7 separate regions of the Mus musculus genome follow, and all the other regions are linked to region 1. A link is a contact called in public ChIA-PET, HiChIP or PLAC-seq and promoter capture Hi-C data. All regions are on one chromosome and are shown on one strand. Each heading gives the region's core, a stretch centred on a gene start, on an enhancer-like site or on the middle of the called end of the contact. The rest is flanking DNA. Distances are from core to core; before and after follow the strand shown. Region 1 holds the start of Dtl (denticleless E3 ubiquitin protein ligase). Region 2 overlaps Traf5 (TNF receptor-associated factor 5). Region 3 holds the start of Batf3 (basic leucine zipper transcription factor, ATF-like 3). Region 4 has its middle 8.5 kb from the start of Mir3473c. Region 5 has its middle 3.8 kb from the start of Gm39742. Region 6 holds the start of D730003I15Rik (RIKEN cDNA D730003I15 gene). Region 7 has its middle 35 kb from the start of D730003I15Rik.

What was found. Promoter capture Hi-C pulls out the DNA fragments that hold promoters and counts their contacts. ChIA-PET counts read pairs in DNA pulled down with a chosen protein or histone mark. HiChIP or PLAC-seq counts read pairs in DNA pulled down with a chosen protein or histone mark.
Region 2: a promoter capture Hi-C map of pre-B cells shows a contact between it and region 1. The contact joins the enhancer-like site here to the promoter of Dtl in region 1. A contact is called at or near these places in 12 of 39 promoter capture datasets (the 3T3-L1 cell line, 3T3-L1-derived adipocytes, the C10 cell line and 7 more), 5 of 484 Hi-C or Micro-C datasets (the Ba/F3 cell line, Th1 cells, granulocyte-monocyte progenitors and 2 more), 7 of 115 datasets of contacts at active chromatin or transcription factors (bone marrow-derived macrophages, cardiomyocytes, effector CD8 T cells and 3 more) and 1 of 9 other capture datasets (adipose tissue).
Region 3: an H3K27ac HiChIP or PLAC-seq map of extraembryonic endoderm stem cells shows a contact between it and region 1, with 4 times the contacts expected there. The contact joins the promoter of Batf3 here to the promoter of Dtl in region 1. A contact is called at or near these places in 3 of 39 promoter capture datasets (the C10 cell line, liver and neural stem cells), 6 of 484 Hi-C or Micro-C datasets (B cells, the N1E-115 cell line, cortical neurons and 2 more), 5 of 115 datasets of contacts at active chromatin or transcription factors (T-cell acute lymphoblastic leukemia, bone marrow-derived macrophages, extraembryonic endoderm stem cells and 2 more) and 1 of 9 other capture datasets (liver).
Region 4: a contact with region 1 is called in an H3K4me3 HiChIP or PLAC-seq map of pro-B cells, with 5 times the contacts expected there. The contact joins the enhancer-like site here to the promoter of Dtl in region 1. A contact is called at or near these places in 5 of 115 datasets of contacts at active chromatin or transcription factors (bone marrow-derived macrophages, effector CD8 T cells, embryonic stem cells and 2 more) and 1 of 9 other capture datasets (liver).
Region 5: an H3K4me3 HiChIP or PLAC-seq map of embryonic stem cells shows a contact between it and region 1, with 9 read pairs. The contact joins the enhancer-like site here to the promoter of Dtl in region 1. A contact is called at or near these places in 9 of 39 promoter capture datasets (the 3T3-L1 cell line, the C10 cell line, the SN4741 cell line and 4 more), 1 of 15 datasets of contacts at CTCF or cohesin (the NIH/3T3 cell line), 3 of 484 Hi-C or Micro-C datasets (cortical neurons, embryonic stem cells and liver), 4 of 115 datasets of contacts at active chromatin or transcription factors (acute myeloid leukemia, bone marrow-derived dendritic cells, craniofacial prominence and 1 more) and 2 of 9 other capture datasets (embryonic stem cells and macrophages).
Region 6: a contact with region 1 is called in an RNA polymerase II ChIA-PET map of effector CD8 T cells, with 42 read pairs. The contact joins the promoter of D730003I15Rik here to the promoter of Dtl in region 1. A contact is called at or near these places in 7 of 39 promoter capture datasets (the 3T3-L1 cell line, the C10 cell line, erythroid cells and 3 more), 10 of 484 Hi-C or Micro-C datasets (B cells, CD4 T cells, CD8 T cells and 4 more), 10 of 115 datasets of contacts at active chromatin or transcription factors (the SCID.adh cell line, astrocytes, bone marrow-derived macrophages and 7 more) and 2 of 9 other capture datasets (adipose tissue and liver).
Region 7: an RNA polymerase II ChIA-PET map of memory CD8 T cells shows a contact between it and region 1, with 32 read pairs. The contact joins the enhancer-like site here to the promoter of Dtl in region 1. A contact is called at or near these places in 4 of 39 promoter capture datasets (the C10 cell line, hippocampal neurons, neutrophils and 1 more) and 3 of 115 datasets of contacts at active chromatin or transcription factors (bone marrow-derived macrophages, embryonic forebrain and memory CD8 T cells).

The regions. Positions count from the first base shown.
Region 1 is chr1:191,573,954-191,576,972 of GRCm38.p6, forward strand. Dtl (denticleless E3 ubiquitin protein ligase) reads right to left here and starts at 1,591. Exons shown (of 15, transcript NM_029766.3): 1 at 1,396-1,591. The coding sequence starts at 1,447. It overlaps Ints7 (integrator complex subunit 7), which reads left to right and starts at 1,683. Exons shown (of 20, transcript NM_178632.6): 1 at 1,683-1,998. The coding sequence starts at 1,905.
Region 2 is chr1:192,076,967-192,079,985 of GRCm38.p6, forward strand. The region is part of intron 1 of Traf5 (TNF receptor-associated factor 5); the gene reads right to left. Among named protein-coding and RNA genes, the nearest start is that of Traf5, 14 kb to the right of the region's middle. Within about 2 kb of position 1,570, at least 161 of the 459 cell types and tissues checked have an H3K27ac peak or open chromatin away from gene starts, as enhancers often do. A contact at or near this core is called in the HPC-7 cell line, Th1 cells, adipose tissue and 7 more, where this site is marked.
Region 3 is chr1:191,097,026-191,100,044 of GRCm38.p6, forward strand. It overlaps Batf3 (basic leucine zipper transcription factor, ATF-like 3), which reads left to right and starts at 1,389. Exons shown (of 3, transcript NM_030060.2): 1 at 1,389-1,502. The coding sequence starts at 1,434.
Region 4 is chr1:191,988,660-191,991,678 of GRCm38.p6, forward strand. No RefSeq gene overlaps it. Among named protein-coding and RNA genes, the nearest start is that of Mir3473c, 8.5 kb to the right of the region's middle. Within about 2 kb of position 1,527, at least 407 of the 459 cell types and tissues checked have an H3K27ac peak or open chromatin away from gene starts, as enhancers often do. A contact at or near this core is called in bone marrow-derived macrophages, effector CD8 T cells, embryonic stem cells and 3 more, where this site is marked.
Region 5 is chr1:191,930,851-191,933,869 of GRCm38.p6, forward strand. No RefSeq gene overlaps it. Among named protein-coding and RNA genes, the nearest start is that of Gm39742, 3.8 kb to the left of the region's middle. Within about 2 kb of position 1,616, at least 5 of the 459 cell types and tissues checked have an H3K27ac peak or open chromatin away from gene starts, as enhancers often do. A contact at or near this core is called in embryonic stem cells, where this site is marked.
Region 6 is chr1:191,222,899-191,225,917 of GRCm38.p6, forward strand. D730003I15Rik (RIKEN cDNA D730003I15 gene) reads left to right here and starts at 1,556. Exons shown (of 2, transcript NR_151547.1): 1 at 1,556-1,644; 2 at 2,311-2,789.
Region 7 is chr1:191,257,926-191,260,944 of GRCm38.p6, forward strand. No RefSeq gene overlaps it. Among named protein-coding and RNA genes, the nearest start is that of D730003I15Rik, 35 kb to the left of the region's middle. Within about 2 kb of position 1,381, at least 66 of the 459 cell types and tissues checked have an H3K27ac peak or open chromatin away from gene starts, as enhancers often do. A contact at or near this core is called in bone marrow-derived macrophages and memory CD8 T cells, where this site is marked.

The DNA of each region.
Region 1 (3,019 bases), core at 341-2,840:
GTGGGGATGGAAAAAGAGATTCAAGCAGACTTAAGGGATTTCTTTTTTTTCTTTTGAAAATGTCATAATGAGGAATATGGAGTCTAAGTTTTAGCTGGGGACACCAGTTTAAAATAATGTCACTCCCAAAAATTGGGAAGAAGCCAACTCAGTTTGGGGCATTAGAATATAAGATGCTTGTATGCCTAACTGTCTAGATTAAGTTCAATACATACAGCTTTTACAGAAATTAACCCAAAACATAGGGAATGGAAGAGTGTAGCAGCAGTAGAATCCTTACTTACGGCTATAATCATTTAAGGCCCAGCAACACCGGAGGGGAAAAGAGATGCAGACTTCAGGAGGTAACAATCAATGAATGCCAGTGCCTATCACTGAACGTCTGTCTGGCTATCTGTAAGCCGGAACGACAGACTGAAAAGTGGGTAGACAGAAAATGTAGCACATAGGAAAAGAGGTGGAGTTGAAACTCAGACGCTCCGAAGACCGCTCACAACCATTGTGCAGGGCGGCCATTCCTAACACAGGGCGAAGTAACTTTTGTAAAGTTCGAGCAGAGAAAGAGGCAGAATGTAACTACAAGAGTATCCACAGAGGGAATACGACTACAAAGTTTTAGATCCGGGCAGGACCTCAAGGAGCTTTTCCTCTTCTCAACATTCTTAGGACCACTCTTCAAGGTCTTAGTTTAACAACACATCAGCCTAATCGCATCTCAGATTGCCAATGTTTTTAAGAGTACTGTAGGAGATGAGCTGGCTTTCTATATGCTAACAGGAGAACATGGCTGAATTCCACCGTGAAGAGAAAAACGAGTTTAATCCCATTTCTGGAAGTACCTCGGCATCAAGACACATTTGGAACAATACCCTTCCATCCATTACCCGTGGTCACCTCGTGGGTGTGGCTATGGGCATCTTTTAGTCTGTATTTTAGGACTTTTCAGAGCCTGCAGAGATGGGGGAGGGGACTTTGGCGCCTTAAGATTGAGTTCCTTAACTGCGGGCCATGCGCGCTGGTGCACAACGAACTTGCAGGGATCGCTAAGGTTCTGCAGAGACGGCAGGCACATCGCTGGTGCCAAAGCGTCTCCCACCCCCGACTCTCACAAGCGTGCACTCTCTAGTTAACGCGCGATATTGACGTAAGCAGCCAGGGGCCCGGGACGCCACTGAGCGTCCTAACTTCGGCCTCCGTTCCGAACTAAAAAGCTCGATTACGGTGAAAAGCGTCCGGAAGGAACCCAAGCACGATGTTCTTCGGCGGTCCTCGCTCGCCCGGATTCGCTCCGGCCGCGGGAGACCTGGAGGCCCACAGTCGGCAGCGATCCAAGGTGGAGCGCCTGGGGGGAGGTGGTTCCCGCCACGGCCAGCGGCCGTTGGGGCCGTTACTCACCGTTCCTCAGGACGCCGAGCTGCGGCTGGCGGAGTACCGAGTTGAAGAGCATCTGGGCCTGAGGAGAAGGCTCAGCTGAGGGGAACGCCGAGAAGATCGCCCCCAAGTTCCACAGGAGCCGCCGTCTGCACCCTCCACAACGCGGCGCGGTTTCGCCTCCAACTCCCGCCACTAAGAGCCCCGGCCGCCAAACTCCGCGCCAAACTGACGTCACGCTTTCTGATTGGCTCTCGTCGCAGCGTCCTGGCGCCTCGAAGGCTCGCCCCCATCCTAAGCTCCGCCTCCCTCTCGCTCAGCCGCGGGAACCCAAGGTTCACAGGCTCCCTGAGCGCCTGCGCGGGGGGGCCCAGAGAGGAACTGGCGAACCGCGGGGCGACCGAGGCGCATGCGTACACTGCCTGACAGCGCGCGGAGGGAAAAATCCGCGAGACCGCGGCGGGAGAAGATGGCGGTGCTGGGGTAGAGTTTGCAATCTTTGTGACTGGGCGAGTCGGGTAACTGTCCGGGTCATGGCGTCAAACTCAACCAAGTCGTTCCTGGCCGATGCCGGCTATGGCGAACAGGAGCTGGACGCTAATTCCGCTCTTATGGAACTGGACAAAGGTACGGAGGAGGGACGCGGGCGAAGCGTCTGGGGGGAGTGGCGCCACCTAGTGGCGGCAGCTACAGAGGCTAGAAAGGCGCATGCGCCGATGTATGGGGCGGGAAGCACGGCTGCTAGTCTTGGAGCCAGCGCTTAGGCGCATGCAGGGTTGCTGGAGTAGCCTTGCACAGTTGGAGCAGAGGCTCGTGCTTGCGAGGATGCCTTTGACCACTTGGGGGCACAGTCTCTGGTTTCCCAGGCAGCAAATAAGATAAAGTGCTGAATTTTGAGATTATTTTTTAAAACGTTCAGTGCAGGTGAAGCCTTCATTAAGAGAGCCAAATGATTTTCTGAGCGTTTTACAGCGATTTGTCTTGCGAGACTGTCAATTGCGCGTTCTAAAGCAGGTTCCATGTGGATGAGAACATCCGAAAAGCTTGGCTGAACGCGCTCATTCTCTGCACACAAGTTCCACGAGTTAGTTCCCCTTATACAGGTAGCTAAGAGAAAAAATTTTAGGGTTAGGAGTTAAATTCCAGTTCTACTAAAGTGATTATGGAATGCGGCATTATCATCTAGCCTCGATATGTCAGCAAAGTGGGCACAGTATGTCAGCTGTTGTAAATGTTAAATGGCAGTGGTATGCGAAAAGATGCCTTTATTAAAGGCTGAAGAGGGACTTTGACAGATAGCTATCCATAAAGAAGTCCTGTGTAAATGTGAGACCTTTGCTTCAGTTTCCTGCCAAGGTTTTTACACTATAGGCAATTCTTGGTTAACTGTAGCCAGTGTGTAACCTGTAGAGAACGGGACTGGAAACCAAGGATCTGTAAGTTCAAGTCTGGGGGGCAGGGTGTGCCAAGTAGGGACTGGGGGATGCTGAGAGAACCTGGAGGTCAATTAGACTTTGGCATGTTAAATATGCACCTTAGTTCCTTGTCCAAGTTTGAAACCAGTTACAGGTAAGAGTTTTTTACGTTTTACTAAAGTCTGTGACATCCAGGTTGGCCTGTACTCCCTAAAGCCAAGGATAACTCTCAA
Region 2 (3,019 bases), core at 320-2,819, 500 kb after region 1:
GCACAGCCTGTGATAGTCCACTGTCCTCCAGGCCCTACAAGGGTAGGATTCTACAGAAAATGATAAGCTACAATAGCCCAGTGGTAAGTGCTACCAAGAGAGACTTCAATGTAGGACCACTGGAGCCTGGTTGAAACTTCACAAAAGTTGTTGAAATGTCTCTGCTGAGCTCACAAAGCAGTTAAACTGGACTGAAGGTGGCATTTTATGGATGAAAACACAAAGAAATTTCCCAGAGGGCATGGCACAAGTTTGAGATTGGTTAATAATCAACTGTACTCAGTTGTGAAATGAATGGAATGGAGCAGTCACTTGCTGCATGCCCACATCCATCCTAGACTCTTCCTTTGCTGGGGTCTGTACCAGGAGGTGGGTGAGATGAGAACAGGCCCTGGCTCCAGGAAAAGAACAATAAATGGGGGCAGAGACACAGGATGGGAAGGAAACCAAGGGTGTGTGCAGGAGGCTTTCCAGGGCTGGCTGCTTTCCAGACCATCTCAGTGGGATGGGTGAACTATGAGTCAAACCAGCTGACAACCTACATTTCTGGGACCAGAGTAAGTCACATAGTGCTGTTGGTAAAGTGTTTGCTTTGCAAGCATGAAGACATGAGTTCACTTCCCCAGAACCCACATATTAAAGCCAGGCATGGTGGTGTACACTTGTAATCCCAGCACTAGGGAGGTGGAGACAGCAGGAGCCCCGGGCCTCACTGGCCAGCCAGCCTAGACTACTTGGCAAGTTCCAGGTCAGTAAGAGACCCTGTCTCAAAACAGCAAAGTTGATATCATCTGAGGAGAGAAACCTGAGATTGTCCTCTGCTCTTTGCATGAGTGTGCACACATGCACATATACACGACTGCACCAATGAACACACATGTGCACACAAAATTATCAGAGGAACTCATGATTCCTCAGTCATATATTCTTATCTGTTTTCATCGTCCAAGGTCATGTGTCCTTTGTAATATCAAGGTCTGATTTAAAAGCTGTCCAAGGATCTCCCAGCATATGACTGTGAGATACACAGGTAGACATGCATTTTATGTGCAATTCATGTCATGAGAATTTCACTTCATAAAATAAGACATGATGCTAAGAATAGCAGGAAGTTCCAGTAAAGGTATAAATTTGATCAACTAAAACTAATTTAATCTCCTATAGTCATCTGTGACTGTTTTCTAGACCCTAGATCCCCATTAGCAACGAGTGGGTTAGATGTAATCTCACCTAGGCTCGTGGAGAAGCCGGCGCCTTCCCACCAGGTCCTCTGTAGGGCAGTGTTCTAGTCAGGGCTTCTACTGCTATGGTAAAACACTATGACCAAAAGCAACTTGTGAAGGAAAGGGTTCATTTCAGCTCATAGCCCCACATCACTGTCTGTCTCTGAGGGAGTCACTGAGCCTGGCTGAGGCTCTTCCAAAGCTTCTTTCAATGGCAGTGAAGAGCCTTCCTCTGAGATGCAGAAGCAGTTCCCGCAGGCAGGGCTCTGCTCTAACCCCATCCTCAGCTAGAACCAACACAAACTCTCTGTTCTCCACAGAGCTGAACAGGAAGGCCCTGCAAGGCAGGGGTCCCTCCCACAGCAGCCCAGATGAGATGAGACAAGGCCAGCGTTGGGGAGGAAGAATGACGAGCCAGGAGGGTGGGACTTTAGTTCCTCAGAGAAGTGTGATTTCTCTCTGGCTGGCCAGGAAGCCTCTAGTTCCTCATTTCCAACAGCTTACCAGACAGGGTTGCAGGGCAGCTCTAGAGCTACTACCCACACTTGTCCTGAGCCATGCCTGCCTTTGTCCCCTAGTTGGGAGGGATGATTCTGGGGAACACTGTCTTCTCTCAAGTCAGCCACAGCCAACCAGGGATATTTTTAAGTCTCCAGGAAGTCACAACAAAGCTTTCCCCTCAAAGGCCTGCTTGACTCCAGAGCTTTGAGCCTCAACTCTGTGTCCTCACTGTCTACAAACTTCTCCTGGGACAGCCATCTTTTATTACACCCCACCCACAGAGCCAGCAGTACCTGACTGAAAGCACTCAATTGGTGTTTGGTGAATAAGGTCAAGGAGAATAAGGGGAGGGGTAGGGGCCTCACATGACGTCGTGGTGCAAAGGGGCTGCTGGATGCAGGGCAGGACAGGTCCAGCTGAGGGGGACTTTAGAAAAACATGCATGGACCCCAGGTGCTAGAACTATGTGGTAGGAGGCAATGTCTACCTGTGGCTTGCTACCTCACACACCTAGCTTGTTTTAATCCTGACATTCCTGTGGCATACATATTACCATCATTCCCATTTTTCAAAGGAGGAAACTGAGGCTTGGAGGGATCCTACTTCAGGAAGTGGTCAATGCCCCTGAGGAATCAGCAGGAGCCACAGTCACTCCAGGCCCCTGCTTCCTCCCGGCCCACAGGGAGGCAGTGTATGTGGGTGGCACCCCATGGGTTCTGGGGTGGACCAGTCTGGATTCAAATTTTGGTTTTACACTGCATAGTCTTATGAACTCAGGCAAGTTACTTTGTCCCTAGGCCTCTCTGTTTCACACAATAATTAATAGTGACAGTGTAGCAACCTTGTAGGACTTCTGAAGAGAAAATAACACGATGTGCAAAGAGATGGCTGGCCTGCTAACTGCTTTTGTAAATACAGTTTTATCAGAGTGTAGCTGGGTTAATTTGTTTGCAGATGTTACCATGGCAGAGCTGAGCAAGCTAACTTGAGATTGCAGGGCAGCACACATCCTATAACAGTGACTATCTTCTCCCTAAGGGAAAAGCCAACTGACCCATGTATGTCTACATGAAAAGCGTTAGGAGGTGGGGAGGGGCACAGAATGCACTGCAAGGGCTCTGAAGATTATGAAGTATGTGCAACCCCACCCCCACTGGCTATCTCCCCTCATTCTCAGGATAATATGTCTACCTGACATGTCCAGCTGCCAGGTTCAGGAATCAAAAGTGAATAAGAGGGGCTGGAGAGATGATGCAATGCTTAAGAGCATTGGCTGCTCCTGCAGAGGGCTCAGG
Region 3 (3,019 bases), core at 139-2,638, 480 kb before region 1:
GCTGACCCACACCAAGTGCAGGATGCTGTGCTGTGCACTCCTCTATACTGTGTGAGATGTAATTGTCTCTCTCTCTCTTCTCTCCCCTCCTTCTCCCCTCCCCCCACACCGGAGCATGCATGCATGTTGATAGAAGAGGGTCAGAACTAAAATTTGGGCGGAACCATTAGCATGGAGAGGCTCTGCTGTGATGTGTGGACACTGGCTATGCCGTGACCTACTAGCACACATGACCACTACTGGTGCCTAAAGCCGCGCAGGCAGGTTCAAACAAGCTCCTCTCTCCAGACTTACGGCTTAAATTCTGGCACAGAGCCATGCACACTGGGGTGAGGACTCAGAAAGGTCACCTCTCCCACTGCCCAGAAGCCAGTAGGCCAAAATGAGCACACGAGAAAGGCCACTCTTGTCTGGTTCCCATCCGTCCCCCAGTTCGTGGTTAGCTTTCCTCTCCTATGCTATGCACAAACCACAAACCTGCAACCGCTAGGGTTTTTTCTTTTTTTCTTTGCTGGGCACAGTCATCTTGACTTCATATTTTAAAAACTGGCAGGCGGGTGAAGAGGGATGAGATACGTCTCTACCTAGTCTGACATAAACATAGCAACCATATATTTTAGCCTTTAGTAGGTATCACCTTAATCTTGAAGAAGCAAATGCAGCTAGCCCATGGGACCTTAGCATGGCCTGCCCAGACCTTTGAATGTGTGAGGATGGACTTCAAGCGTGGTTTCGACTCACAACCTCTCTTTGCCGCTCCCCCCGCCCCGCCCCCCCCCATCAGAATTCGCCCTCCCAGTCACCTCGCCCCCTCCCTCCCACTGGACCAGACGCCGCCGCAGTGGAAAAGCCCTGAGGCTCCCGCTGTCCCCATAGCGCGGACGGTCTCTGCTGCGGTCCCTGCCCACTGGCGCCACCGGTCCAGGTGCCGCCTCGCCCGGAAGAAATCTCCCCATCGGCGGTGACCGGCGCTGGGGCGCTAAGGGAGGCTGCGAAGGGACATTGAAGCCACCGAGCCACTCACTGGTGCTTCTCACCCAAACTTCCCAGGAGCGGCCGGAGGACCGTCCACGGCGGCGCTGCGCCAGCACCCCGTCTCCACCCACTCGGGGTCTTCTCCGTGGGTGGGCTTCGGTGCTGCCACGTGACTTCCACGAAGAGCGGGGGCCCTTAGCGGAAAGCAGCGACTTGGGTGGGATCCTGGACCCCGAGGTGCGGCGAGAGGGTGGGGGGAGGAGGAAGCAGGGGCGGGGTGGGAGTAGGGGGCGGGGCCGGGCCGGGCCGGGACTGGACACGGGGTGGGGAGGCGGGCACCGTGGAGCCCGGAGAGCGGGAAGCGGCGGGGCGGGGCGGGGCAGCAAGTGCGGGGATGCGGGCGGAGCGCGGGTAGCAGAGCCCCACGTTCAGGGCGCCCCGTGTGGCGAGCGCGCGGCATGTCGCAAGGGCCCCCCGCGGTCAGCGTGCTGCAGAGAAGCGTGGATGCGCCCGGGAACCAGCCGCAGGTATTGGACAAGGGGGCCGGGTGTGAGGACCGGGTGAGGGTGAGGGCAGAGCTCCAGGTGCGCCCCCGCCGTGCGCCCCCGCCGTGCGCCTCAAGCGCTTGGGAAGGCGGCAGCCCCTCCAGACTCGGCGCCGAACACGTGGGTCCGCGCTGCTGTGGGCAGTTTCATCCTTGACTCCTGTGGGCGCTGGTGGGAGGGGGCCCGGAGCTCCGATATTATGAATTCAGCCCAAAGGGGCGGTTCGTCCCTGCATCCAACCCACTGGCCAAGATCCGCATGGGGAATGTCGGACCGGTCAATTTGTGGGTGTGGGGTTTTGTCTCTAATGGGCAGACTCCACCCCCAGCACGGGTGGAAACTTCTCGCCCCAATATGATCAGCACCCTCTGTTGTCCCAGCTTTCAAAGCTGTAGTCACAAGAAGCTGAGACCAAATAGAGGCCACTGTTGGAACACTTCTTGGCCACCTGGTTGCTTTATCAATAGATCAGGTCTTATTTTTCTTAGTCACCACACACACTCCCAACTCTCTGCTTGAAGTGTAATGTCCCAGGATGACCCTGGAAGTCTGAGCCAAGTAGTTGGAGTGGCCTTATACTATTTGCTTCGACTAGCGGAGCCTCAATTTCCCCATCTATAAGATGAACTCTTTTTGTATCTCCTGAGGACGTTTGCAGAGGTCATGTGAGTGATGGGTGATTTGTGTCTCCATTCGTCATTCCTGCCCAGAGGGAAGGTGTGATCATCTGTGGCAGGTGATGTGACAGCTCCCAGAGGACAGGAGGCATGCTGCCCCTTGCCCTGAGACTTGTTGGCTTTGGAGAATAGAGACATTATTTCCTGTCAAGCACCAGTGGAGAGCCAGTGAGGTCAAATCTCAGGTCAGCTTGATTCTGGGCAGCAGAGCCCAGCAGTGTTCTGAGTACAGGGCAGGGTCTTAGTTATTATATACGGTGGAAGGCTTTGTGAGGGTGTAAAAGCTGAAGTTACATCGTTTATATGGCATGTCCCCCTGGATGCTCCAGGTGTGTTTATCAAGACCTTTGGGGTGTAGTGATGCAGGAGTACAATTCCAGAGCTAGGGAGGAAAGGGAAGGGAGACTACGTGAAACTGTTGAAGAAGGGGGTGGGGGGAGGACTTCTGGAAGGCACGTTTTGACACCTGTGTTCTCCTGAGCAGGTGTTGGGTCTGCTGTCTCTTCTTATCTATGCCTGGGATTCCTGGCTGAAGCCCTGAGTTTGTACGCCAGCCTCTGGGTTTTGCTGTTGCTGTGGCTCCAGATTACACCCTGAGCCTCACCTACCACTAAGCTCCCTCCCCATCTAGACACCTTTTGAACTCAGTCTTGAAGGACATTTTTTTTCCTCCCCTGATGGTGTCAATTGCAGTTCTGGAAAGCAGACCCTTTCCTCTAAGTAAGCTCTCGCTGTGGTACGTGCATTTTTTTCTGCCTGCCCACTTCATGTCACCTCATGAAGGATTTTTGGATATTTGGTTAAGAACTCTCAAAACGCATC
Region 4 (3,019 bases), core at 277-2,776, 410 kb after region 1:
GCTACTGCAGTCATTACATGTCATTAATTTTCCATGGAAAATTGTCTTTTAGGCTAGGACATATTTGAGAGCTGTTTACAAAGTCTTAAGAGGAAGAAATGTTTTGCTTCCAAAACACTGTCTTTCTGGAATGTGTGTGTAGCACACTCCATGAGAGGTCTGAGTTTATCTGCCGTATTGGTACTTCCGGTTCCAAACACTTATACTCTGGAGGTCTGCCATGCCTGTTGTTGCTAGCAAGCTGAGAAAGCATGGAATTCTGGGCTGGTCTGAAAAAAGTGCCTGTTCCATGGGGTTGGTGGTCTGGGTCACTATCCGTCTAAGATGTGAAGAACAATATGGTGTGAATATTTGAATCCACATCTTCAGGGACAGGCTGAGTGGAGACTAGGACTGTGCAAGAAAGACTGTGGAGAACACACCTGACTGGAGAAAGGATTAGGGGTGTGCTGCCCTTGTAGGTGTGGAGGCCGGGTCTGATCTGGATGTTGTTGGGGGCTCGTAGGGATATGGTGATAGGCTCAGAGCTGGCCCATGTATCCCACACTCCCTTACTGCATCTGTTGCCACTTCTGTATCACCTGCTTTGTCTCTGCATTTCTCAGAATTTTATCAGCATGGTGCTATGACTCATATTCACTTACTGCACTTGAGGGCTCACCACTGGAAAACCTACTATTTTAAACAGCGGAGAAGAGATAGGATCACCTCCAAGACCGATAATGAAAATATTTGGGACACCTTAGTCATTTCTTATTTCTTTTCTTTCTTTCTTTCTTTTTTTTTTTTTTTTCGGAGACAGGGTTTCTCTGTGTAGCCCTGGCTGTCCTGGAACTCACTCTGTAGACCAGGCTGGCCTAGAACTCAGAAATCCGCCTGTCTCTGCCTCCCAAGTGCTGGGATTAAAGGCGTGCGCCACCACCTTAGTCATTTCTAATGTAAAAGAATAATAAAAAATGGCTCGCAGACGAGGGAGGGAATGAACAGTGTAACTTTTAAAAAGCTGTCTACCAGAAAGTTGGCAAAACATAAGATGCCACCTTTTAGTAAGCGCCCTTAGGTGGATCCGGTGAGGTGCTGGACCCCTGGGAAAAGTTAAAATTGTTACCTACAAATACATCCTTGCCTACAAAACTAAGAGTCTTCCAGTCAAACCACCAGGACACAGAGGTCGAATAAAGAAATCAGGACGACCAGTCGACAAACCTCCACACTCTGGCATAAAAATTGCCAGAGCCAAACCTAAAAAGAAATACACCGAAACCTGAAGAAAAATCACTTCCCTTTAAGAGTAAAGGAAGACGGAAGTGGGCGTGCAACCTGGGGAATTAACCTGCGAAAACACGTAGTCTCAAGTCTGGGGAACCTTCGCCATCCTGTCACAGTCGATTACAAACTCTAGTCCTAAGGCCTGGCTGCTCACCACGCGTGGAAAGGCTCGGAGGGGCCAGCAGCCGAGAGCGCCCAAACAGAACGCCCTAACCGGAAGTGGCCTCAACACCCCCCCACCACCACGATAGGCAGAAGAGCCCTTGGCCCCGCCCTTCGCTTGTTCTCTCCTGCGATGGAAGCCCGGAAGTCCCGCCCAGCCTGGTTCTGTCTGTCAAGCTGCGGGTTGTGGGTGGTGGGCGGGTTTCTGGTCCGCAGCAGAGCAGGGTGGGCAGTAAGAGACACCGTGCGCTTGGTATAGACAGCAAGCTGAAAGTCACATCTTTTGAACACTTAAAGCTATCTATACCTTGTACTGGAAACAAAATGCACATTCACATAATATTTTGTATTCAATGTTGGGAGAGTTGAGGCTCTCCATTCCCAGAGTTACAAGTTCAAAAAATTCCCTGACTTTGGAAAATAAAAGGAACTATAACTAAAAAGAATTAAGCCAGAACTTCAAGGCTTTTATCTTGCAGACAGTGTAGAATTATTGAAGGGGGGGGGGGGAGTTTGCAGTGAATGTCTGTGGAAAACAGCAGTGGTCAAATCATTTTGAAAACATGGAGTGTTTTGACAGCAGAACAGCATTCTGAAACATTCTCGGATGTTCACCTCCTAGACAATTTTTTTCAGAAGATTTATTTTTATTTTTTGTGTATGGGTGCTTTGCCTTCATGAATGTAGCAGTGGCCAGGGCTCAACCACTGATCTGTCTTTCCAACTCCCAAAATATACTACGCCCTCTCCAATATTTCTTTATATTCTCTTCCGTAAACTTTTTTGCTATTACATTTAAATTTTCTTTTTACCTTTGTTGAAAACTAAGACATAAACATACATATTGGCCTGGCCCTCTTCCCTGGAGACTGTCACCTGCTGCTCTGTGTTAGAATTATAATCACCATGGGCACCTCCACATACTGAAGTGGGTTCAGGGGTGATGATACACACAGGGCTCTCCTCGGGGGTTCCTGCCTCTCGCACATGAGCAATCGCTTGTGCTGAGATGTGCTGGAGTGAGATGGAAAAGAGCCTAGGGGTGTGGGTGTTTCCACTGCTATGTGCACGCCCGTCAGGACTGATCACAGGTGCAGAGCTGTAGTCCGGGTTCCTCTGCCTCTCTGTGGCGGGTCACATGTCAAGTAGATGCATCTATCAAGTGCAGCAGTGAGAAGAAAGGCACTATCAAAATAAGGGGCACAGTGACCCAGACAGAGTCACCCTCACTTGTCATTGTGTTCTCAGATAACCCTCCAAGAGCCTCCTGAGCAACAAGCACTTAGCTTCATCTCATTTGGAGGAACACTCAGGTAGCCCCACTCCTGACTCATCTCCCGGTGGACACTGTCTTAGGGTTTCCATTGCTGCGATGAAACACCATGACCAAAATGCAAGTTGGGAGAAGAGGTTTTATTCGGGTTACACTTCCATATTATTGTTCAACGTTGAAGAGAGTCAGAACAGGAACTCAAACAGGGCAGAAACCTGGAGACAGGAGCTGGTGCAGACGCCATGGAGGGGTGTTGCTTACTGTCTTGCTCCCCATGGCTTGCTCAACCTGCTTTCTTATAGAACCCAGGACCAC
Region 5 (3,019 bases), core at 366-2,865, 360 kb after region 1:
TTATGGAAAATGTCCCCTGGGTTCCTAGTGAGGACCATCAAAGGCTGTTGTGAAAGCACAAGGAGTTAAGCACACTGGGTTGGTCACAGGTGGTCCAGAAAGCTAGACACACACACACACAATTTAACACAAAGGTAAGACCCATGGTACCATTTAGATGCTGAAGCCATTCACCAGCATTGACCTGCACCAGTGCTCTCTCTTTGAGAACATTGGTGTAATTTAAAAAGGCATTTGTCGAAATCAGCTTCCTATGAAGTAGAGGAAAGGAAGATTCAGAGATTTAGTGAATCTTTAGAATTACTCCAATGGAATGAAAACTTCAGGACTCTAGTCTATTTCATGGAGACTGTCGATGCAAAGGTATGAGTCTGCATGGAAATGCAGCCTGGGACTGCAAGGAGCAGAAGTTAGGCTGTGCAAAGGGAGGGGGCTTGGCCCTGGTACACAGCAACAGAGGACACATCTGTCCTTCCTTCCTTCCTTCCTTCCTTCCTTCCTTCCTTCCTTCCTTCCTTCCTTCCTTCCCTTCTCTCTCTCTCTCTCTCTCTCTCTCTCTCTCTCTGACATTTGGGAGCGTTGATTGCTGACTCCCAGATATGATGGCTTTTACCACAGACATGTGGATGAATCTACCAAGACACAAGTTCCAGGGCTCCCTGGGTAACAACAATATGGTACAATGCCAAGCTGCACGGAGGCCTCTCTGTAGATGATGTCCACTGCTGCATCCCGCCCTCACTTACAGTTCACCTGACACTGTTTCCTGGTGCTGGGGACCCAGAGGTGACAACATATCATGACATTCCACACCACCAGTGTGTAATGAAGGGGGTGAGGCAAACCTTGCACATCCGGTGTGTATTCTAGAGTTTCCTGTTAAATCCAGGTTTGGTCCCAGGGTGCTTGGCTGTCAGAATCCCGCCCCCATCCTCCCCGCCCCCATCCTCCCCCCCCACACACCCCACACCTCATACACACACACTCTAAAGGGTTTTCACAGGTGAGCCTCACAGGTTTCTAGAATGTTAACTGGTGTCCTTTAAACTAATAAATGTCATTAATTTCCCAGTAAGAATTTAGGATTGCTTCAAGGGTCCTTACTGGTCACATGCCATCCCCTCTGTCTGCCACTCAGAGGCAGGAATATGGCAGCAGTTCTGGAGGCCCAGTCCTACCACCAACGTGGTAGCCCAGGGTGATGGACTCTCTGTGAGGATTCCTTCAGTTCGAGGCCTGGGGATGGGGTGCAGTAGCTGAGCTCCTACACATACCATCTCCAGACAACCCCCAAAGGCAGCAGCATCTCTCTCCTTCCGATGAGAGAATGAAAGTCCTGAGAGTGTGGAGACTTCTCATCTGCAGAGCTCCCTGTGAGAGGAGCTAGGATTTGCAGGAAGCCCATAGCCTCCAGAGCAGTTCCTGTCAGTCTGTCCGTCCATCTGTCTGTCTGTCTGGGGCTATTTAAGTTGCCCATAGTGGCTCAGATCAAAGCAGGTGTTCTTTGATGTTCTTTGAGTGGAAGCTCCTGCAGATGTTTGGAGAAGCATCAGGGAGTAAAAGGGAGGAAACTGGCCGGGGGCAGTAGGTGGGGCACGCTCTAGGCTGGGGGTTGTGAAGGCCGGATGGACAAGCTCTGCTGGGTCTCTTGTGTTTGGGACAGGAGAGCAGTGCATAAGGAGGGGTCCACTCCATCCAAAGTCACAGCAAGGTCCACAGAATTCACAGCTGGCTCTTATTTTTGTTACTGGGAACAGGCAAACGTGCCCATGCAGCTTCCTGGCTTTCTAAGCCCTTCTTTTCCTTGTTCCCAGGTCACTGGGCTAAGAAAACATCGCATATCTACCTAGCCAGCCTCCTAGACATGGCCTCGTAAAGTTCTAGTAAGGAGAGGGGAGGGAAGTAAGTAGCTGGGTCTTTCATTCAGCCAGTGTTTGTTGAAGACTTACTATGTGCTAGATGCTTGGGACAAATATCCCTGACCTTGGGCTGCTTCTAGTGGAGTTGGCAGGCAGTAAAGAATGTCTACTAGACATGAATAAATTAGGTCCTAAAGGGTCTAAGTGAGGTGTGGCCTAGATCGGTGAAAGCTGCAATCTAGACTGGGCAGTTAGGGTAGCCTGGTCCTGTGGGTTCCCAGGAAAGTCATCCAGGCAGAGGCTGAAGATACAGAGACAGAAGCCTGTGTGTCTGAGGAGCAGAAGGAGAGAGCAGGAAGCTAAATCAGAAGGTACAGCTGAGAGTCCCAAGTGATGCTGGGTAAGGGGACAGCAGCTTGGAGCAGAGAGGACTCTTGTATATAGCTGAGGGGACAGCTATATGGTTTCTGGATGGATTGGATTTAGAATATTCCTTTAGAATAAGGAGTCTGTGAACTGAGAAGATGGAGCACCCTTCAGTGGGGACAGAGAAGAGGGGTGAACAGGATTGGGAGGGATTCTCAGTGGAGACGGGGGAGAAGAGTATGATTTGTGTGCTGAGGAGATCCAACCATGTGAGACTTGGGGCTCCCCTGGCAGGATGAAGCAGGATCAGAGTCTGCCAGTCATAGATCTGAGCTGGGAATGTGAAGGGTGGGGGCTGATTCTGTAGAGGGTGAGAGACATCCCAATAGTACAGCTATAGACAGGACAAGGTCAAGGCTGAGCCTGGAACTCCACCCTGTCAGGAAGTCAAGAGAAGGAGGCAAAAGGGAGTTGGTGTTCTGAAAGCCACGGGAGAGATTGCTCTGATGAGACCGGAGGAGTTAACGCAGGATGTTGTGAAAGACCCCACCATCAGGCTTAGCAAGCTAGCTGCAGTAACGCCATTTTGCAAGGCATGAAAAAGTACCAGAGCTGAGTTCTCAAAAGTTACAAGAAAGTTCAGTTAAAGATTAACAGTTAAAGATTAAGGCTGAATAATACTGAGACAGGGGCCAAATATCGGTGGTCAAGCACCTGGGCCCCGGCTCAGGGCCAAGAACAGATGGCTCTCAGACGTCAGTGTTAGCAGAACTAGCTTCACTGATTTAGAAAAA
Region 6 (3,019 bases), core at 306-2,805, 350 kb before region 1:
TAGGTTATATGTGTCTATGTCCGTATAGGTAGGTATGTGCAGGAGTGCAGTGTCTCCAGAGGCCAGAGGGTGTTGGATCCCTAGTATCTGTAAGGAGCTAATGTGCTGGAAATTGACTCTAGTCCTCTGCAGGAGCAGGTCTTTCTTGTAACTGCGGAGCCATGTCTCCAGCCTCCATAGTGTCCTCTCTGCTTTCATGTCACACATATACATGCATATACAGATTTAAATCTAGATTCTGCATATGACAGAAAGCATGCTATACTTTCCCCAAGTGTGGCTTAGGTCACTTAACACAATGATTTCCAGTTCCATCCATTTTTCCTACAGCAATTTTCATTCTTTGCTAGCAAAATTCAATTGCTGGGGCCAGAAGATGGCTCAGCAGATAAAGACTTCAATAATCCTCAGACCCGGAGTTCATTCCCTACAACCTACCTGGTGGAAGGAACGAACCAACCTGCTCTCTGATCTCCACAGATACACTGTAGCACTTGCTCCCATACTCACCCACATACATGTAAATAAATAATTTTTAAAATCCCATACATGTATACATATAGAACGCATGTTCTTTAACCATGTATCTGTTGATTGCCATCTGGGTTAGTTCTTTATTTAGCTATTGTGAATAGTGCAGCAATAAACTTGGGTGTATTGGTGTCTTTGTGATGTGCTGACTTAGAATTCCTCCGGATTTATCAATTTGTATGTGTGCGCGTGCATGTGCTTGTGCACGCGAACTGCTTAAGACCCTCTATTCCTCACAGGCCACAAGATCTCAGGCAGGTGATCTCCCCTGAATGAAAGTAAGAAAGCTCACTGCAGGTGCCTGCACCAAGAAGTGGCTGCCCTGCAGTCTTTTCCTGGGCACCTGGGGCTGCCTGGGCTTTCTCCATCTCCTGGTGGGCACAAAGATGTTTGACCACAGACTCCACGTATCGGAGCAAAACCGAAATCACAGAAGCATGATGGACAGGAGACAGGGCAGGTCACACAGGTATGGAGACTAAGGACAGGAATGGTTAGCTTCTAAATGTCCACGCTGAGGACTTCCCGTGTGTCTGGCGTGAGTAGCCAGAAGACGGACTGTGACCACCTGCCATTGTCCCACTGGGCTCCCTTCCCACAGTGCGACCTCTCCGAAACTGTTCTTGGCATGACCGTGACCACAGTGGATGGCTCAGGACTGAGAAGCAAGGCCTGCCTCGGGCAGCTCTGGCCCTAATGGGCCAGCCCAGGTCTCTTAAGCACAGCCTCTCCAGTTCCAGAAAACTCATGGGTAGGCTCCACAGGGCTGGGCCCTAGGTCAGCCAAACTTTAGCACGAAAAAAATGAAAATTCTGGAGCCAGCCCTATGGCAATGATTAAGAGCTTGACGATGGTCAGCTCTGTGACCTGGACAGCATACTTTTTGTTTGAGGTGACCGAACGGGTGCAGTGCGAGCTACGGCCCCTTTAAGACAGCGAAACTCGAACTTTCTATCCCGGCTTCTCGGCAGCGCGCTTACGTCACAGCGTTCTCCGTGAAGGGGCGGGGCTGATGACTCACGCAGTCGGGCCTCCGCCCTTCCGGGCCGCGCGCACGTGAGCGCGCCGCTCCGCCTGTCTAATTTTAGCTCTGAGGTGTCAGGGTCGTGCGAGGTGAGGCGGCGGGGTCGCAACGGGCTCGGGTGGGGTCCTCACGTGACTCCGTGAGGCGGCATGCTCAGGTGGGGGTTCCCCTCAGGACTGGGGGGCCGGAGTCACGTGAGGTGAGGCGGGTCGTGATGGGTTTGGGTAAGGGTCCCCTCGCGACGAGGATGGGGTTGCATGAGGTGAGGCGGCAAGCCCTGGTCCTCTTGGTGAGCGGGGTCTTCAGGTCACGTGAAGTGACTGCACAAGGTCTCCACAGCTCGGACACGGGACCCCTCAGGAGTGGGTCGCCAGGTTCATCTGAGGTGAGGCGTTGTGTGGGGTGTCCTCTCCGGGTCACGTAGGTGCACCCGTGGGGTCAGTCGGCAGAGCCCGGGGCAGCTGAGCCCGACTGTGTGGACAGCCCTTGCACTGCAGGTCCAGAGCGATGTCAGTCAGAGAGGTGTGGCATCTGGGTCTGTGGGCCACACCTCTTTCAACCGAAGCAAGTTCTAGAAAGTCCCCTGGTGGGTGAAACTTATCAGAGTTCAAGTTTAGGTAGTGTTGGGTTGTAATGAAAACTTGTGAAGAGCGAGAGTAAACGTGGTGGCTGACCCTGCGACCAGCTGAGGAGACCCTGGCCCGGGGTCTTACTAAGGGGCTTCCGATCTCTGTATCTTCCCTGCTGAACTCAAGATGGTTTCCTGCATGTCTGTGAGGAGTGGAGGAGGACATGTCTGTCATCCAGAGTAACCGGGTCAAGGATGTGTGGTTAGATTGGAAAGGAAGACATCTGCTTGCATCAGCTCAACTTTGAAGACAGGGGGTGCACTGACCCCCACCCTCTCTCCCATCTCACATGAGGATGACCAGAGAGGGTTGGTGTTCGAGATTTGCCATAATGTGTGGGATCAGGAACCAGATAAAAGTTTAGTGTTGAAGAAATGAATGCCAGGCACCTTGTAAAATTGGCACCGCAGCCCTGTCATCAGAAAGTGAGCTGTTCTTTTGACACACAGAGTTGTTTGCCATGTCACAGTGACCTGCATTCTGTTAGTGAGGGAGCCTCAGGTTTCACATGGGTTGTCTCTGTATAAGCTGTAAAATGATAGCCTCTGGCCTTTATGGTATTGGGAAACTTGAAGTGTTTAATGATAAAAGTGGTTTCTAATGGTTGAGTGCTTCAGTTTCTTCTTTCCAACCCCCTATCCCCACTTTTTAAAAGAAAGGTTAATCGTGGAGAATGTGACAAGAATGAGAGAATCTGGTGTGTTCTTTCGTTTGCATTCCAAAAATAAATACAACCCTTCTGAGTTCATATGCAAACATGGATGTGCAAACATTTTAGAACTTTAGTCCCTGTAATTATCCACCTCTAACCAGTTTAAAGGACCTGAAGGTTGGG
Region 7 (3,019 bases), core at 131-2,630, 320 kb before region 1:
ACCCCCACTCCATCCCCCAATCTTCAGTGCTGCCAAAGATGGCTGAAAAGCCAGAATCTGTTTACCAGGGCCTGAGGCAGAAATCCTCTTCCTGTGACCTCTCTGTGACCCACACCCTCTTCTGTAGAGTTGCCAACTTCAAACAGCTATGATCTTTCCACCTGTGGCCCTCCCCATTCTCAAGAACTCAGCAGGGGACACTGTGAACTGGGAATGCCTCTGCCACTTCAGCTGAACTGTTGTGATGGCTCAGTGATAAATGGACTATGAGAAAGACATCCCCGATGCCTCAATTGGAGTGAGGCATCCCATCATCCCACAGGAGCTGCAAGAGGACAACCGTCAGGCCAATGCCCCCTGCCCTCAGCCATCCTGGCTCTGACTCCCTCCCTCCCAACCTGAAGCAAGCATAGATGGGGCCAGGAGAAGGAGGGAGAACTGGCCAGCTAGGGAGAAAGTGGCTTTGCTTACATTTCACATTGGACACGTGGGGTCCAGAATTATCTTTTTGTTTGCCACCTTGTATCCCAAGAGACTTCAGCTTGCCCTCCATGGGATGGCAACAGATATTTCAGAACCTGCGGGAAATTTCTTGTTCTTCCTTTGAGTCAGAAGATTTAAAAAAAATTAAACTAGAGAAAGATCTAGTTGGATGCTATAGTTCTTCTGGGGATATTCTTTTCTCTTAAAAATTATACACGACCATTTTTGTGAGAAAAACTGTAGCCTGAAGAATTAGTCATAGATGTGGCCACTAAGAAGAACCATTGTTGGAAGCACCCCAAGGAAGAGCCAGCCAGCCCTTCAGAAATACCCACAGCTCTCTAAGGAAGCCTGAGCTTTCCCAGTGTGGTCTGGGAGCAGTGGGAGGAGAATTAGGAAGCAGGCAGACACTTTAGATGGACATAAACCTGGATGAAAGTTGGCTCACTCCACAGCCAAAAGGAACCCTGAGCACATTCGGTGGAGTAGCGTTCTGCTTTCTGTGAAGCTCACTTCTGTAGCAGACAGGAAAACATCTGGATTTTCCTCACATCCCAGCCTCTCCCTGCTAATCCTAATTGTATCACAATGTTACCTCTCACCCCAAACCACACTAGAAGCCGGCTGTTTAGAAGAGGAAGGGCCCTAGAGTTGTGATGCTTAACCAGGAGTTTGGAGGAAGACCTCTCTGAAAATGAATGGAAGCTGTGAACGGGAGAAGTGTATGCCGGGGCTGCACCAGGGAGAGAGGGCTTCCAATTGGTCCAAGACCAAGCTCTGCTCGTATTGGCCACTCTCCTGTTGTTGTGGTAAGAGATCCTGACAAAAGAACTCAGGGCTCACGGAAGCTGGGTTTGTTGTGGCATTTGGTTCTATTGGCAGAGAACAGGATCATGATGGGGAAGTCATGGCAGCAGGAAGCTGCTGATCACACAGAAATCACAGAGAGCAGGAAGAGGGGCCAGGCTTATCAAACATCAAAGAAAAACCTCAAAGCTCACCCTCAGCGACTACTTCCTCCAGCCAGGCTCAACCTCTTAAAGGTACCAGAACCTCCCCAAATAGCACCAACACCTGGGGACTGAGCGTTCAAACATTCGAGCTCACAGAGGACATTCCTCATTTAAATGACCAGACTGCTATTCCAAGGGACCCAGTTGTGATTCCCAGCACTCATTTCAGGTTACTCACAACCACCTCTAATTCCAGATCCACAGGGATCCTGTCCTCCATGGGCACCTGCGCTTACATGCACAAACCTACACACACACATGCTAGTTAAAAATATGAACTACATTTTAAGTGCATGCTCACCTGCCTTATGTTCCATGCAGTATCATAGAACGAGGGATGTGGGCATCTGAAAGCTGGCCACCAGAGTGAGGAGAGGCCAGGAAGCTATTGAAGGCAAGCTTGCTGCTGCTGGCTTCCCTCCAGTGAAGCAGACTCCCCCACGGCTGGCCACATGGACACAGTGCTGAGGGCTCGTGTCTTAGCCCTGGCCAAGCCTCCTGCCTGGTGCTGTGACCTGTTGCAGGCATGCACACAGACATGGCTGTGCACTGTGTCAGTGGCTCTGTCTGTAATTCACTCGACTCTCACTGCAGTCCCAGAAGAACTGCTCAGAATCTTCTTCTCAAGTTCGTCTTCCAGGAGTTAAACAGAACTCACCAATAAATAGTACTATTTATTGGTCGTTTACCTGTGCCGAGACATTGTGTTGCTTTGAGGTCACAAAGCCATATTTTATGAATAAGGAAATTGAGGATGAGAGTCTATTTATCCATGGTATAGAGTTACTAACCCGAGTTTCTCCAGTCCCAGTTCTTTGATGAGAATCCGTGTGTTCTGTGTTATCCTCAGCACAGTCTTGTGGCGTGGACAGCTACCATTGCCCAGGACTAGGGAATTTGGTTAACACCGTTCTAAGCGTTTATTTATTTTTATCTCATGTGGATGGATATTTGCCTGTGTGTATGTATATGTGCCAACTGCATGCCTGCTGAATGAACAGGTCAGAAAAGGACATCAGACGCGCTGGAACTCAAGTTATGGACAGTGCGGATGCTGGGAGCTGAACCTGGGTTCTCTGCACCAGCGGCCAGTGCTCTGAATCATTGAGCCATCTCTCCAACCCCAGTTAGCAAAATTCTAAAACCACATTAGTGTTCAGGACTCACACTCCAGTAGAGAAGGGTGGTAGCACAGGGAGACACCAAATGTAGCTGATTTTCCTGGGGTAGATCTTCCATAGCTCCACAATAGGCTTTCTGCGAAGAAAGCCACAGAAACCCACTAGGTTGCACATGGTCCTTTACAGTACAGCTTTGCCATACCTCCATCAAGAGGAAAGTCTTTACTTTGAAATGCATTGCTTTTAGCAGTAGAATTTGTTGGATGTGGTGGTGCCCTGAGAGCACCCCTTAAGCAAGCTGGCAAGGTTGATGGAAGACGGTGGGGGGAGGGGGAGCAATGAGGAGAACTGAGACTTCCCAGACAACAGCAGTCACCAGATGTCAACGAGGCTCCCTCCATC